Regions from separate parts of the Zea mays genome. Here all the other regions are linked to region 1. A link is a contact called in public Hi-C data. All regions are on one chromosome and are shown on one strand. The core of a region is the stretch at or near the end of the contact, and the rest is flanking DNA. Distances in the headings are between cores, read along the strand shown.

Region 1 (4,364 bases), core at 531-3,030:
AGGAGACTATGTTCCTAATCAAGAACAAGGTGATGATTGATGAAGGACAAGGCATGAATGAGTTTTGTGACATTATTGTAAATACTTTGTTCAAAATATGAGGATGAACATTGTAATTGTGTAATTAGATGTATGTTTTCAATATAATTATGTGTTTATGTCAACAAAAATTATGTACTCCCTCCATCCTAAAACAATAGTCGTTTTAACTCTTAGTTTTTATGTTTATATTCAAATGGACAATGATGAATCTAGACATATGCAAAACATATGCATCAAGAATTGTATGAATCCACTAATTCTCTAAAACGACTATTGTTTTTTGGGACCGGAGGAAGTAAAAGAAATTTTGATGTGGAGCTACTGTGACTGTAGATTAATAATAAAGATCATGTATTAAAGCATTGAGATAGATAAAGAATGATGATAGACCTATGTGGTGTTGGAAGCAACGCATGCTACACCATTTTAAGGATTAGAAGAAGCTGGCAGGTCCCATGGAGACTAGAAGCTATTATCCTTCTAATCTGGTGCATTTGGAAAAGTAGAAATAATTGGGTGTTTAATGAGATCCCGCCCATGGTGGATGAATGTCGGGAAATGTTCAAAACAGAATTGCGTCTACTGTGTCACTGAGTCAAACTAGAGATAGGGGATAAAATTAGGACCTAGATTCAGTGCTATGTATTGTAATTTTTAGTTTACTTCCCTGTAATTGTTTTTCTATTTTTTATTTTGACTAAGCAATAAAAATACTGTAGGCCCTCCCTACAGTAATTTAAGCTTAAGAAAATCTTGTCTTTTTCATGGTCCTGCCACTTAGGGCCTGTTTGGGAATGCATTTTTGAAATACTGTAGTTTTGAGATACCATAGTTTACAATTGTACATGTCAAAAATACTACGGTATTGCTTTACCATAGTAAAACTACAGTATTGCTCAAAACCGAGATCTGTTTGGTTATATTGGAAAAACAAAGTATATGTAGAGAGAAAAGAAGAAAACCGAGGTCATGAGTGGAGTTTCGAAAACTCCAAAAATACCACAGTTTTGGGTAAACCATGGTATTTAAAACTGAGTTTTGACTATACAAACCAAACACCTTTTGAGCTCAAATACTATAGTATCATCAAATACCATAGTATTGTTTCAAAACTGCAAAAATACTACGATTCCAAACAGAGCCTTAGGGCCTGTTTGGGAATGTAGTTTTGAAATACTGTAGTTTTGAGATACCATAGTTTACAATTGTACATGACAAAAATACTACGGTATTGCTTTACCACAGTAAAACTACAGTATTGTTCAAAACCGAGATCTGTTTGGTTCTATTGGAAAAACAAAGTATATGTAGAGAGAAGAGAAGAAAACCGAGGTCATGAGTGGAGTTTCAAAAACTCCAAAAATACCACAGTTTTGCGTAAACCATGATATTTAAAACTGAGTTTTGACTATACAAACCAAACACCTTTTGAGCTCCAATACTATAGTATCATCAAATACCATAGTATTGTTTCAAAACTGCAAAAATACTACGATTCCAAACAGGACCTTAGTGTGTACGTTGGAGCTTTTGCGTCGAGGAATTTCGGTGCCAATCTCTCGTGCGTTGAGAGTCAGTGCACGCACCGAGGAGACATGGTCCCAATCAGCAATGTACAGCTATATAACACGTTCCCAATTGTCGCTGCTTCTGCAAAAGGCCAGCGGCGGCTCGGCCCAACTGCGCGAAAGGCCGTTTTGGGCTTGTTTGTCTTCCAAACAAGCCTGCCAGACGACCCGAGCATTTTATCAATCTCGCTCACCGGGCTCACACGTCAGCCTGTGCTTACGGCGTATACCACGAGCGCACCAACCACCACCACCATCCTCATCCTTCGCGAGGAGATCCCTTCGTCGGGGAAGAGAACCCGCCAGGAGACCTACCCTTCCTCAATCCTCCGACCCTCCATGGCCTCCTCCTCCCTGGCCCTCCCTCCAATCTCTCTCCTCCTCGCGCTGCTGCTCCTCTCCGCCCCCTCGCCGTCCGCCTGCGCCTCGCTTTCCTTCCTCACCGCCTCCTCCAACGGCTCCGCCTCCACCTCCGCCGACCCGGAGCTGGAGGACCTGGCCCCGGAGCCCACCTTCCTCGAGGAGGTCATCGACGCCGTCTCGGAGAAGTACGACTGGGATCCGGACGCCGAGGTCAGGGTCTGGCCGCTCGACGCCGGCGCCGTCCGCGTCGGCTCCGTGCAGCGGTACGAGTTCCGGGCGCGGGCGGGCGGGTCGGCGGCGCTGGCGCGGTTCTCCGACGAGGCCGTGGAGTGGAGACTCCCCTCCGCGCCGGCCGTCGAGGAGGTGGATGGGCCGGACGGGGTCGACGTCGTCCCCGCCGAAGGCGCGTTCGGGTTCGACACCGGCGTCAGGGACGTGGAGCTGGTTGGGCCGGTGGAGCTCAAGCTTGCTGGCAACCAGGACGGTAGCCTCGTCGAGCTCCAGTTACCTTCGGTGAGTGGATTGACTTTGACCTGTCGCTGTTCCCGATTTTGCATCCGATCCCGATCGGTTGCTTGCATGTTAGTTTTCGAGTAAAGGTTGGTGTAAAAGCTGTGTTAGCTCAAAGCTTTGATGGTTATGGTTCAACAGCTGAGTTGATTTAGCAGCAGCTATTACTGTTGAAGTATATCTGAACCTGTATATCCCCCACCCCAGTATTTAGTGTTGCTGATGACTTTATATTGTTTGTTTGTAGTAGTTGAATGTTAAATCAGTACGGACCCTTGTTTAGTTTGTTTTGTGTGTTCAACTTGTAGTGACACTTGGATAGCTTTGCCCAATTTTTTTATGCCATTGCGCATTGGTATGGTATTGTGTAGAATCAGAATTCAGCTTGATTCAAGGTGCTATTCTAACTTGTCTAAATTGGGGATATTAAGTAACGGACCATTGATGGTGAAGGTTAAGCATAGTGTAATAGATTGTGTTCATTTAAGTTTCAGTAGGTAATCATTGGTGCATGCTATATGGAAATTTGTCATTAATGAATACAGATAGATGGCAGTATTTGTAGATATTCAAATTAGGATGCTTCTGCCTTTTTTGTCCTCATTTTACTGATGCAAGTTTAGATAGATGGTGGTTTTCTTAGATAGAAGTGGATGTAACTTTCTGATTGTTTAAATTGGAACAAATGTAGCTCAATAAAAAAAACAAGATGGAACGACTGGTGACACATAAAATAAATGCTGTTTTTCTGGCTTGTCATGTACTGTGAGTATTGCTGGCTTTGCTGACTATAATGGAGAAGAGCATGAATAGGATAACAGGACATGGAGATCTGCTTTGGTTATGGAGTGAAGCCTATGGTTCTTTTTGGAGGGGTTTAAGTATTGCTGCAATGATCTTGCTATTATGTTTAGTCCCTTCCATTACCTGTTAAGAACTTCACGGTATTATTAATGCATAAAGCCATACAGGGGCAGAGGACCCACTGGCGGGGTATGACGCCCGCCATACATTGATTCCTCCTAAATAACCCTAGCGAATCACTTGACACTATCTCTTTTCTGCCATCCGGTGTCTTAGTTTACCATAGCTTTCTAGCGAAGCAACGAGAAAGAGAACAAACAGTTTTGGGCTATTATTTGGGCTTAAATGTACTAAAGTGCTAATGAACTTCTCTTAAGGCCAGCCCCCATACGGTGAGTGGCCACGACGCCGACACATTAAGTGATATAAAGTGGCCCATTCGGCCACCGGCCACCACCCAAGTCTAGCACGACTACACGAGAGCTGGCTGTTGAGTTCATATGATGTGCATAGGTCAGAAATTTAGCTAATTAGCACATGATGCGCAGCTTGTTTACTTGTTTATTATTTTAGTTGTTTTTAATTCATTGTTGTTAAGTAAATGGTTTGTTGATTTACAATGCTTTTGTGAAAGAGGTCAGGTAAAGAATAATACACTTGTGAGATCAACTCATGGCATCTTGTATTTGCATGCGTATTCAAACTTCTGTTTTGAGTCTTACACCATTGTGTATACTATCATATTCACCATACCTAAAATTTATTTCGTCCTCTGCCACTGGATATGAAGCCGGTGAGAGTGGGTGTTCTCAATATCAAGTATGAGCATGGTGTGCCACTGCTATACCTAAAATTTTAGGCTCCATCGGCCACAGAAGCCATACATTTTGCAACACCATTACAATAGCAGCAAAGCAACCCCGTCGATGCTTACCAGTTAGAACTTTGCTGGATAGATTTTAGATATCTGATTTTGAGTTATGCTGCCATTGTCACTTTTGAACCTGTATTAATAATTCACTTTTTAATTGACATCTGATGAGCATTTGACAAAAGCATATGGTTTCTTGGTTTTCT
Region 2 (4,364 bases), core at 482-2,981, 230 kb before region 1:
TCAGCCACAAGGTAGGAATGGATCCATAGTTTTCAATGCGTCGCTTAGGGCCTAGGCGGTAAGGCGAGTTGGGGAGGTAAGGCATCCTCCTCACCTTGCTCTGGAACCTAAGGCGTGGGTGGGAGCTGCAGCGCGGCAGGGAGAGAGAGGGAGGGTTAGTTGAGCTTAACCTAATTTTAATGGGCCAGCTGGGCTGTTCCTTTTCTTTTCGTTATCCTTTTTTCTCTTCTTTTATTTTTTTGGCGTAACACTTTCTCAAATATCAATAAATTTTTCTATTTTTAAATATATTTAAGGCCTCGCCTTATGCTTTGCCGCTTAAAAGATATGTGGTGTGTGTGTTAGGGGGGGGGGTCAGTCGCCTTACCGCCTTAAAAACAACTATGATTGCATCCCTTGTCTCCCTAAGCTATACATAGGCTGGTTAGGATATGCACTTCTCGATTTTTGTTTTTCTTCTAATTCATTCCTTTTTGTGTGTGGGAAATGGACTACTTTATTTATTGTTCAGAAAAACTAAATTTGTTTTCGAGTAAATTTGTAATACAGAACGGTGCTTCTGGCCGCCACAGTGCACGATGCATCGTACATCTAGCAAATTGAACTAATTCATCTAGCTATTGCACTCACTTAAAATTTATCTGGAAGGTGATGGGTTGAAAATGCCACACCACTGTGATCTGATTCTCCATTGATGTCAAATGACACATCGGTACAACACTTGCACAATCCAACTCAAGTTTAGTCAAGTTTCTGCATCCATTCCGCAGCCAACTGCAATGTTTCTCAAGAAGCTATACATTCTACTTCCTCAGCACAAGAACACTCACTAACTGCTCAGGTTGAAAGAGCTATCTGTTGATCATGGTGAAGGACTATTATACCACCACTTGCATCTCATCGTGATGAAGTGATGAGCTCCATGTCCATTCACCTTAATCCATTCCACGTATTCAGAGGTCCAATGCAAGATGAAAATTTATGTTTGCAGTGTACCACAGACAATTAAACTGCTAACTAGTTGATCTTTCGAAAAGAAAAAAGGCGAATATATTGTATTATTTGCATTTTCCTCTCTTTTGGGTGCTGCTTTCCAGTCAAGCAATTTGCAAAACATTTCAAATCGAACAAATCTGGGCTGGAAAATCAAGGCACTGATTGAGTTGAACAAATCTGGCCCTGGATTTTTCCAGTTTCCCTGTTTTTTTCGCTCACCATTTGTTCACGTATCGCATGTGCCTCAGAATTATTTGGAGTTTATGGTCATTGAGATTAATCCTGTGGAATTAGTAGTAAGGAAGAACCAATTAATCCTGTCATTATGTTTCCTATGTCTTGTGCTTATTCCTTCAAATAATATCAATTCTGCTTTTTAATTGCTTTCGTCCTTTCTATGGTGGTAGGATCCTTCTGACCGGAGGAAAATAATCTGCGATGAGAAACTGAAGGACCTATTAGGAGTTGAAACGTTCACCGGCTTTACTGTTTCAAAGCTGCTTGCCCCCCATTTTACCAAGACGAAGTAGCAACCCGCCATCCAGATCTTCTAAACCCCCAAAAGGCTGGGTGATCATGTTTTGCAGAATGTGTAATCATGGAACAGTTAGGAGCTATGTGAGTGGTGTGAAATTTTTTTACATGTGGGAGTCGGTGGCACTTTCCGAATGTTACCAGTAAAGTAGGTTCCTCGATGTCTAATGAATCTATCAACTGTTTACTAACCGTCACGCCCTCCGAAAACTGTTTATCTGTGTGGCTTGTAGTGCGTTCTTTCTGAGTTTATGGGCCACCATTTTCATGCTCAGGGTTGCGGATGATGTTGTCTGGTCTTCCTCAGATGACTCTTATAGTGGACAAGAGGCCGGAAAGGCAAAGGGGAGCACTAACGCATGTCTCTTAGGATTTCCCGGTTTTCCACTTCTCAGTGAATCTTTCATCTTTCTAGCTCCTGATATGGATGAAGTTTGCAGCAGTAGTGCAACCGCTTTTTGCTGCCTCTTCCCAGTGACTTGAGTTCTGAACTGGTTGCTTTGCTCCTCCATTTGTTTAGAAGACAACGGTTATATATTGTGTGGGTCACCTAAACTGCAGCTGTTTTTGTCATGTGGGTCGCATGGCAAAGTGGGTCAATGCGGCCACGCAATTTGCGCTGTTTCCTACTGGTACCATTTGACGGATAGTTCAGTTTCTTTCTCGGTTGTCGTGGTCAGATACCGGGAATTTTCGGTTGCAAGGGGTTAGGGTAGGTACACATTGAACGAGCAGAATGTGAATCAGGTAGGGTCGGAGTCTGTTTTTAACTGGTGGAGATAATCTTTAGGACTTGTTTAGTTGCATCGAAAGGTTGGAAATGATTAAATAATCCCTCCTTAGTCAACAAACAACAATTGTGCAATCCAATCTTCAACTCTTTCTTCATGGTTCATTTGTATTTTATTTATTCTCTTGGTCGGATTTCTTCATAAATTTGCTGCGAAGCTTAGCTTACATAAACTGCCGGAAGTCTCGTGTGACGCTAGCATCATGAACGGGCAGGTTTCTCATGTTTGCTGGCGATTTGAGTGAAGCGAGCACCCAAAAGCCGCCCCACTTTTCTGGTTCTCTTGTGAAAGCCGATGGTAACATTTCCGAAAGCGAGCGCAGTCAGGCAGCCGAGCAAGAGGCACAGCGACGGCCCAGTCGAGCTACACGGGACTCTGGCCCGCGTCGCGTCGTGTCGGTGTCCATCGCTAAAGATTAGGCAGAAAGATAAGGATAGAGTGAGTCATAGAGCGCAGGTCGATGTGCTGGTGCGTGCGAGACTTGGTGGGGAAAAACTGTTTTTGTTTGTTTGTATGTTTGTTGTAACAACACCATCTACGTACGCCTTTTCATAGCCAAAGCCATGAGACCTCAACTGCTACGCTCCTATTCCTTGAGTTGCCTACGCATACTAAGACTGTCTCCAACCATGCTACCTAAAATTGGAGATGTATTCAGTAATCTGCCTCGCGCCAGAGCACAAGGTCGCGTACGCATTTGTAACATTCTCCAACGGCAGACGCAAAAGAGAACCCCTGCGCCAGGCTGTTTCACTCGCGCGCTTAGGCGGAAGCTTCACGCGGGAACGGCGTATCTGGGCGGGAATAAGTTACTGCGTCCGCGGGAACCACCTAGACGGCGGGAAAAGTTACCGTGTTCTCTCCATCGTGGCCTCGTGAAGCCCCAAGGCAGCAAGTCGGCAGCAGCTTGGCGGCAGGAATCAATAAAGTAATCTCGTGCCGGAGTATAAAGTAATCTTTTCAATTTCTTTGTGCAATGCGAGTATAAAGTTTACGATTGTGCCTTTTGTACTGCATTTTTTTTTGGATTTAGGTAGCAGCCGCTGTTGTTTGCATGGCTTGGAGGTATCTGAAAACTTCGATGCTCGGGGCAGCTGCGGCTTCATCCAATGACGACGATGACCTTGTTGCTGCTGCTGCTGCAGTGGTCATCCAGGAACTTGGACGCAAACGACGATGGGGAGGGTCAGTCCCAGGCCACAGGACGTACAGGCGTGACCGCCTTGCAGCACATCGACAGCTGCACATGGACTACTTTGTTGATCGTCCATTGTACAACAATGAAATGTTCAGAAGAAGGTACATTTTAGAAAGCATTGGATAAACTGTAATTTTGATGCTTATGATTAGTACGATGATCTCATTCAAATATTGGTGAACTATTTTATTTGTCGTCTGCAGATTTCGCATGAGGCCGGAACTGTTCCATGACATTGTGAGGAAGATTGCTGCCAAGAAAAAATACTTCCAACTGTCACGTGATGCTGCAGGAGTATTAAGTTTCAGTCCTGACCACAAGTGTGCTGTAGGTATCAAGATGCTAGCATACGGAGGACCTGCTGATTCAATGGATGAATACCTTAAAATGGGAGAGAGCACTGTCCTTGAGACTTTGAAGGAATTTGCTTTGGCTGTGGTTGATGTCTTTGGCGATGAATTTCTTCGCCCACCCACAAGTGCTGAGATAGAACGTATATTGAAACGGAATGAAGAAAGAGGATTTCCGGGAATGATCGGTAGCATAGATTGCATGCATTGGGAGTGGGCTAACTGCCCTACCGCATTGGCCGGTATGTACTTAGGCCACAAAGGGAAGCCAACTATGATACTTGAGGCCGTGGCGACAGAGGATCTTAGAATTTGGCATGCTAATTTTGGTTTCCCAGGCTCCCACAATGACATTAATGTTTTACACCGCTCCAATGTATTTGATGATTTGGCTAATGGAATAGCACCACCTGTTGAGTTCAATGTTAATGGCAACACCTACTCCCTTGGGTATTACCTAGCTGATGGAATCTATCCTGATTGGGCTACACTAGT
Region 3 (4,364 bases), core at 1,217-3,716, 150 kb before region 1:
ACTAGCCTGCCTCCTGCTTAAAGGAGATGAACGGCGAGCTTGGAGGTACAGTTGTTCTGACCTAGGTTCAGGACACATTCAGAGACGGACAGGTTTGGTTTAAACGAGCAATTCAGTTTCTTGGCCATGCATGGACATGGACAGGAGTGGTCCCATTCTTAGTGCTCAAACATGATGGCTCTCAAGTCCCAGTCATATTCTCATTTTTACAACTCCAGTACACACGTTCTCATTGGGATGCTTATCACTAACTCATACCCTGCCCGCCCCTGGCCATGAACTTAATCACTGCTCTTTGGCATGGATTTATATACATGAAGTAAACTAATTGCTGCTTAATTTTGCCTAGTTACCGAAACCATGCATACACAATGTCAGTGTAATACCATTATTGTCGTCACAGCCTGAGATCCATGCATGGACGGTATGTATATGTGGACTCGGCAAACTGCATATGGCTACAAGTAGGGCTGGGTATTGGTTTTTTTTAACTTCGGTCCGGTTTTTTATTTTTAAAAACTTCAGTTTTCTAGACATTAGGAACCGATCGTTAATTTTCTAGAAAATAAAAAATCGAGAATAGTTTTCGATAAAAACCGAATACCAAACCTATACTCAAGAAGGTTACAAAGCAACACATACAACAAGTTTACATAACATTTTAAATGTAAAATTATATAGGTACAATGATGTAAAGATACATCATACCTCAAAATACAAATAAGTGAACAACAATTTAATTGCATAACACATTTAGTTCACATAATCAAATAATCAAATTTCAGAATTGATACAGTATGATATTCGATTTTTATGGTATTTTGGTTTGATATACGATGAAAACTGATTATGATATCGAATACCGAACTTGTAAAAACTGAAATCGAACCGAACTAAAAAACAAGATTATGGTTGGTTTTCAGTTTATGGTAAAAAAAAGTGCCCACAAGAAGTTACCTAGCATAAGGATTCAGGCAAAATGCAACTTAAAGTTTAGGTTAAAAACCTCTGCTGGCTGCCAGTGCAGGCATACCATATACATGCATCATGAAAGCCAAATGGACGTGTTCAAAACACAGTCAAACGGCGATATAAAGCTACAGTACACTGAAGGCTGAAGTACTGATTACGTACTAGCTAGTGTTGTCTCGTGGGTAAACAGCCGCGTCGTCCGTACATGACCACATCAGGTTCGGGTTTGTCTCTCGAGGGAGCACGCCGTTGGGAGTGGGCAAGTCCGGCCACGCCACGGACATCGCCGCCGGTCCGGCCCAGTACTGCATCTCGGACGCGGGGAGGGAGACCGGCGGGAGGTCTAGCCCGACCGTGGCGCTGGCCAACGCAGCCGACACGCTCGACGCGGCTGGAGGGAGGGAGGCCAGCGCTGTGGTGCAGGGCAGGGGCGTGACGCCGGGGGCTGCAGCTTCGTACTCGTGTCCGCGTCCCGCGGCGCTGCTCACCACCGCGTGCAGCTGGTCGCTGTAGCAGCTTGCCGCCGCCGCCGACGATGGTGGGGGCAGCTTTAGCCGCCCGAGGCTTGACAGCACGTCGTGCTGGCCCAGCGGCCCCATGCCGAGCTGCGAGTCCATGCGCGGCGGCCACAGCGACGGCACCGTGCCACTGGCATTACTGCCGCCGGCGTCCGGCAGGACGTGGAGGGGCAGGTGTGCAATGGCGTCGAGGCCGAGGACCCTGTGCATGCTTCCGCCGCCCTGCACGCCCCTGGCGCTGTTAAGCAGCGCCATGAGCTGCGCCTGCGCGGCGGCCGCCTGCTGCGAGGACGCCCAGGGCCCGTCGAGGCCGGCGCCCGTGCCCATGCCCATGCCCAAGCCGACGCCGAGGCCCAGGGACGGCGCGCCGCCCACGGCCTTGCAGGAGACCGCGGGCTTCGTCGCGACGGGCGTAGGCATGGGGCGCGGTCTGCGGCAGCCGCCGCCGATGGGGACGTTGCGGAGCGCGCCGCCCTTGGTCCAGTACCGGCGGCACGTCTTGCAGAAGTGGCGCGGCTGGGTGAGGTTGTAATTGTTGTAGTAGCAGAACTTGGTGTTGGAGGAGTCGCACCGGGGGCACCGCAGAGGCGTCTGCTCCGCTCTTTGCCCCTGCGGCGACGACGTTGCGGCCGCCGTCGACCGCTGCTGCGCGGACGAGCGCGACGACGTGGGCGACGGGTTGGAGACGACGGGGTGCAGCAGCAGGGGCAGAGACGCCGGGTTCACGTCGTTCACTCTCTTGAGCTGGTCCATGGCGGCCCCGACGAGCAGTTCTTGGATCATGGTGGTGGATGGCAATTACTCAAGATCAAAAAGGCTTCTTGGAACAGAGCAGAAGAGTCTGGGTTCTTTCTTGGAGATGGCAAAGGTGGAGTGGAGTGATTGCTTTCAGGTTGTAGCTTTGTGGTTTGAATCAGAGGATGAGGGCTAGCTAGAGATGGCAATGGGGACCCGATCCCCGATTCCCCGCGGGGAATTCCTCTATTAGGGGACGGGGATGGGGAAATTTCTTCCCCCACGGGGATGTAAACGGGGAAAATTTCTCCCCCGACGGGTAAACGGGGACGGGGATGGGGAAGCATTCCCCATCCCCGTTCCCCGTGGGGACCCGTTAAACTTACATGTAATGATGTTTTCATATAATAGTTAATGATAAAAAATAAATAATTATCTTGCCAAGAGATCATTAGTTGTACAAATACGTTTATTTTAATGTACACATAATGATTTTTACATCTAACAATGTGTATAAGTGAAAATGTTTTACATTAATAACAAATGAAGTACGATCTAATTATAATTTAAGCGGGGACGGGGATCCCCGATGGGGATTTATCCCCGCGGGTAACGGGGATGGGGAAGAAATGTCCCCCGCAAGCGTTTGTGGGGATCCCCGCGGGGAAGTTTTTTCGTCGCGGGGACGGGGATGGGGAGCTAAAACCCGACGGGGAATTCCCCGTTGCCATCCCTAGGGCTAGCTGGGGGTGGCGTAGTGGTATGGTACACATAACGCATTACACACATACACTGGGTTGTGGCGGTTTATAAAGACGTCGGTCGGACCGTCGGAGGCGGGAGAGGAGAATGGTCCTGCCATGCCATGCCATGCCATGCTATGGATTGCATCGAATTGAGCTAGAAGGCTAGCTGCCGCTTTGTTCGTTTTTCCGTGTGCCTTGGCTTTACTTGTCTCTGTTCAGAAACCAAGGCTTTTGTCTTGACGTGTGATTTACCTTGGACACTTTGTTGGCTGCAAGTGAGGTACTACCACTACCAGGTTTTTGAGGGGGGAATGTTAAGCAGGAGGGACGTGGCCCGTGGGGACCGCCACAAGTTCCTCGGAATGATGGATGTGGTAGGGTTTCACTTCACAGTTCGGAACGCTGCCGTGTTCTAGTTCCAACTGACCTACCTGTCTCCCGTTTGGGGCCTCTGTTTTGTACCCACATGAAGGTGGCCATTGTTCACTTTTGCCCAATAATGTAGCCTAGCTAGCTAGTAGTAGACCCCAATTTAATTTACAGGATGCATGGTTTATTACCACACATACAGATACAGTCCTTTGAAATTCAAGAAGCATGCAGTTTTTTTTTTCCCGAAGGTAGGGCCTGCCCGGCAGCGTGTGATCATGGCGCTCCAATGCAGAGGCCGGAGCACTACGAGTTGTTGTTGCTGTTGGACAAGGGAGATCAAATCAACCCATGAATTTTATAGTTAATACGCCGAAAGGAAAAGAACAGCAATGGAGACGTGGAGAGGATTCCGCATTCCCCAATCATGCAGTCAAATGCCCACAGAAGCCAAAGGGCGCCGGAGGAGCCACAGACCGCGAGAGTACTCCGCCGGCCACAGCAGACAGTGACAAGTTAAAAATGCTTTGAACAGGAGCATCACTCTTCACTTGCCACTCGTGTTGCATTCGGGCACGTGTGGTGTGCTACTCCCTCTGCATGAACAAGCTCTGGAGTACTTGCGAAACCAAGTTCATATGCAGCAACTATTCAGTTATACATACTCCAGCTCCAGCACAGGCCACACGGTTCCAAAGGGATTTGACAAGGATTTCTACGCCAAACATGGTACACTAACTATCCGGCGGAAACGACCGCGCGCAGCCGAACGTGTGGTAACAGGAACGAAACGCCGCCGAGACGACGTTGGAGGCCTTGAGCCCAACAAAACAACTACCGGTTGTACTTGTGGGTGGAAGCAAGTCGTCGGCACGTGTTCCGGATGACACGAAAGCCGCAATATGTGCACCAGTACGATCAAAAGCTATGAGTTTGTACAAGGGAAACTAATCAGACTGGAACGTGGAAAGGTGCGTGGGTGTGCGGGTGTGTGTGTGTGTCATGATGGAAAGGACAAAGGAGA

The links. Hi-C and Micro-C count contacts between places; a contact is called where the count stands out from the background.
Region 2: a contact with region 1 is called in a Hi-C map of tassel, with 1.9 times the contacts expected there. The contact joins the promoter of LOC103625857 here to the promoter of LOC100276491 in region 1. A contact is called at or near these places in 2 of 25 Hi-C or Micro-C datasets (ear and tassel).
Region 3: a contact with region 1 is called in a Hi-C map of ear, with 9 times the contacts expected there. The contact joins the promoter of LOC103625855 here to the promoter of LOC100276491 in region 1. A contact is called at or near these places in 6 of 25 Hi-C or Micro-C datasets (ear, endosperm, leaf and 1 more).

Annotation. Positions count from the first base shown.
Region 1 is chr5:6,373,590-6,377,953 of Zm-B73-REFERENCE-NAM-5.0, reverse strand. It overlaps LOC100276491, which reads left to right and starts at 1,780. Exons shown (of 2, transcript NM_001150265.2): 1 at 1,780-2,486. The coding sequence starts at 1,950.
Region 2 is chr5:6,601,000-6,605,363 of Zm-B73-REFERENCE-NAM-5.0, reverse strand. LOC103625857 reads left to right here and starts at 1,731. Exons shown (of 3, transcript XM_023300104.2): 1 at 1,731-3,249; 2 at 3,355-3,620; 3 at 3,723-4,364. The coding sequence starts at 3,376. LOC100281035 reads left to right here. Exons shown (of 6, transcript NM_001153954.1): 6 at 1,404-1,684. The coding sequence ends at 1,526.
Region 3 is chr5:6,527,757-6,532,120 of Zm-B73-REFERENCE-NAM-5.0, reverse strand. It overlaps LOC103625855 (dof zinc finger protein 4), which reads right to left and starts at 2,466. Exons shown (of 1, transcript XM_008646250.3): 1 at 981-2,466. The coding sequence starts at 2,273. The coding sequence ends at 1,134.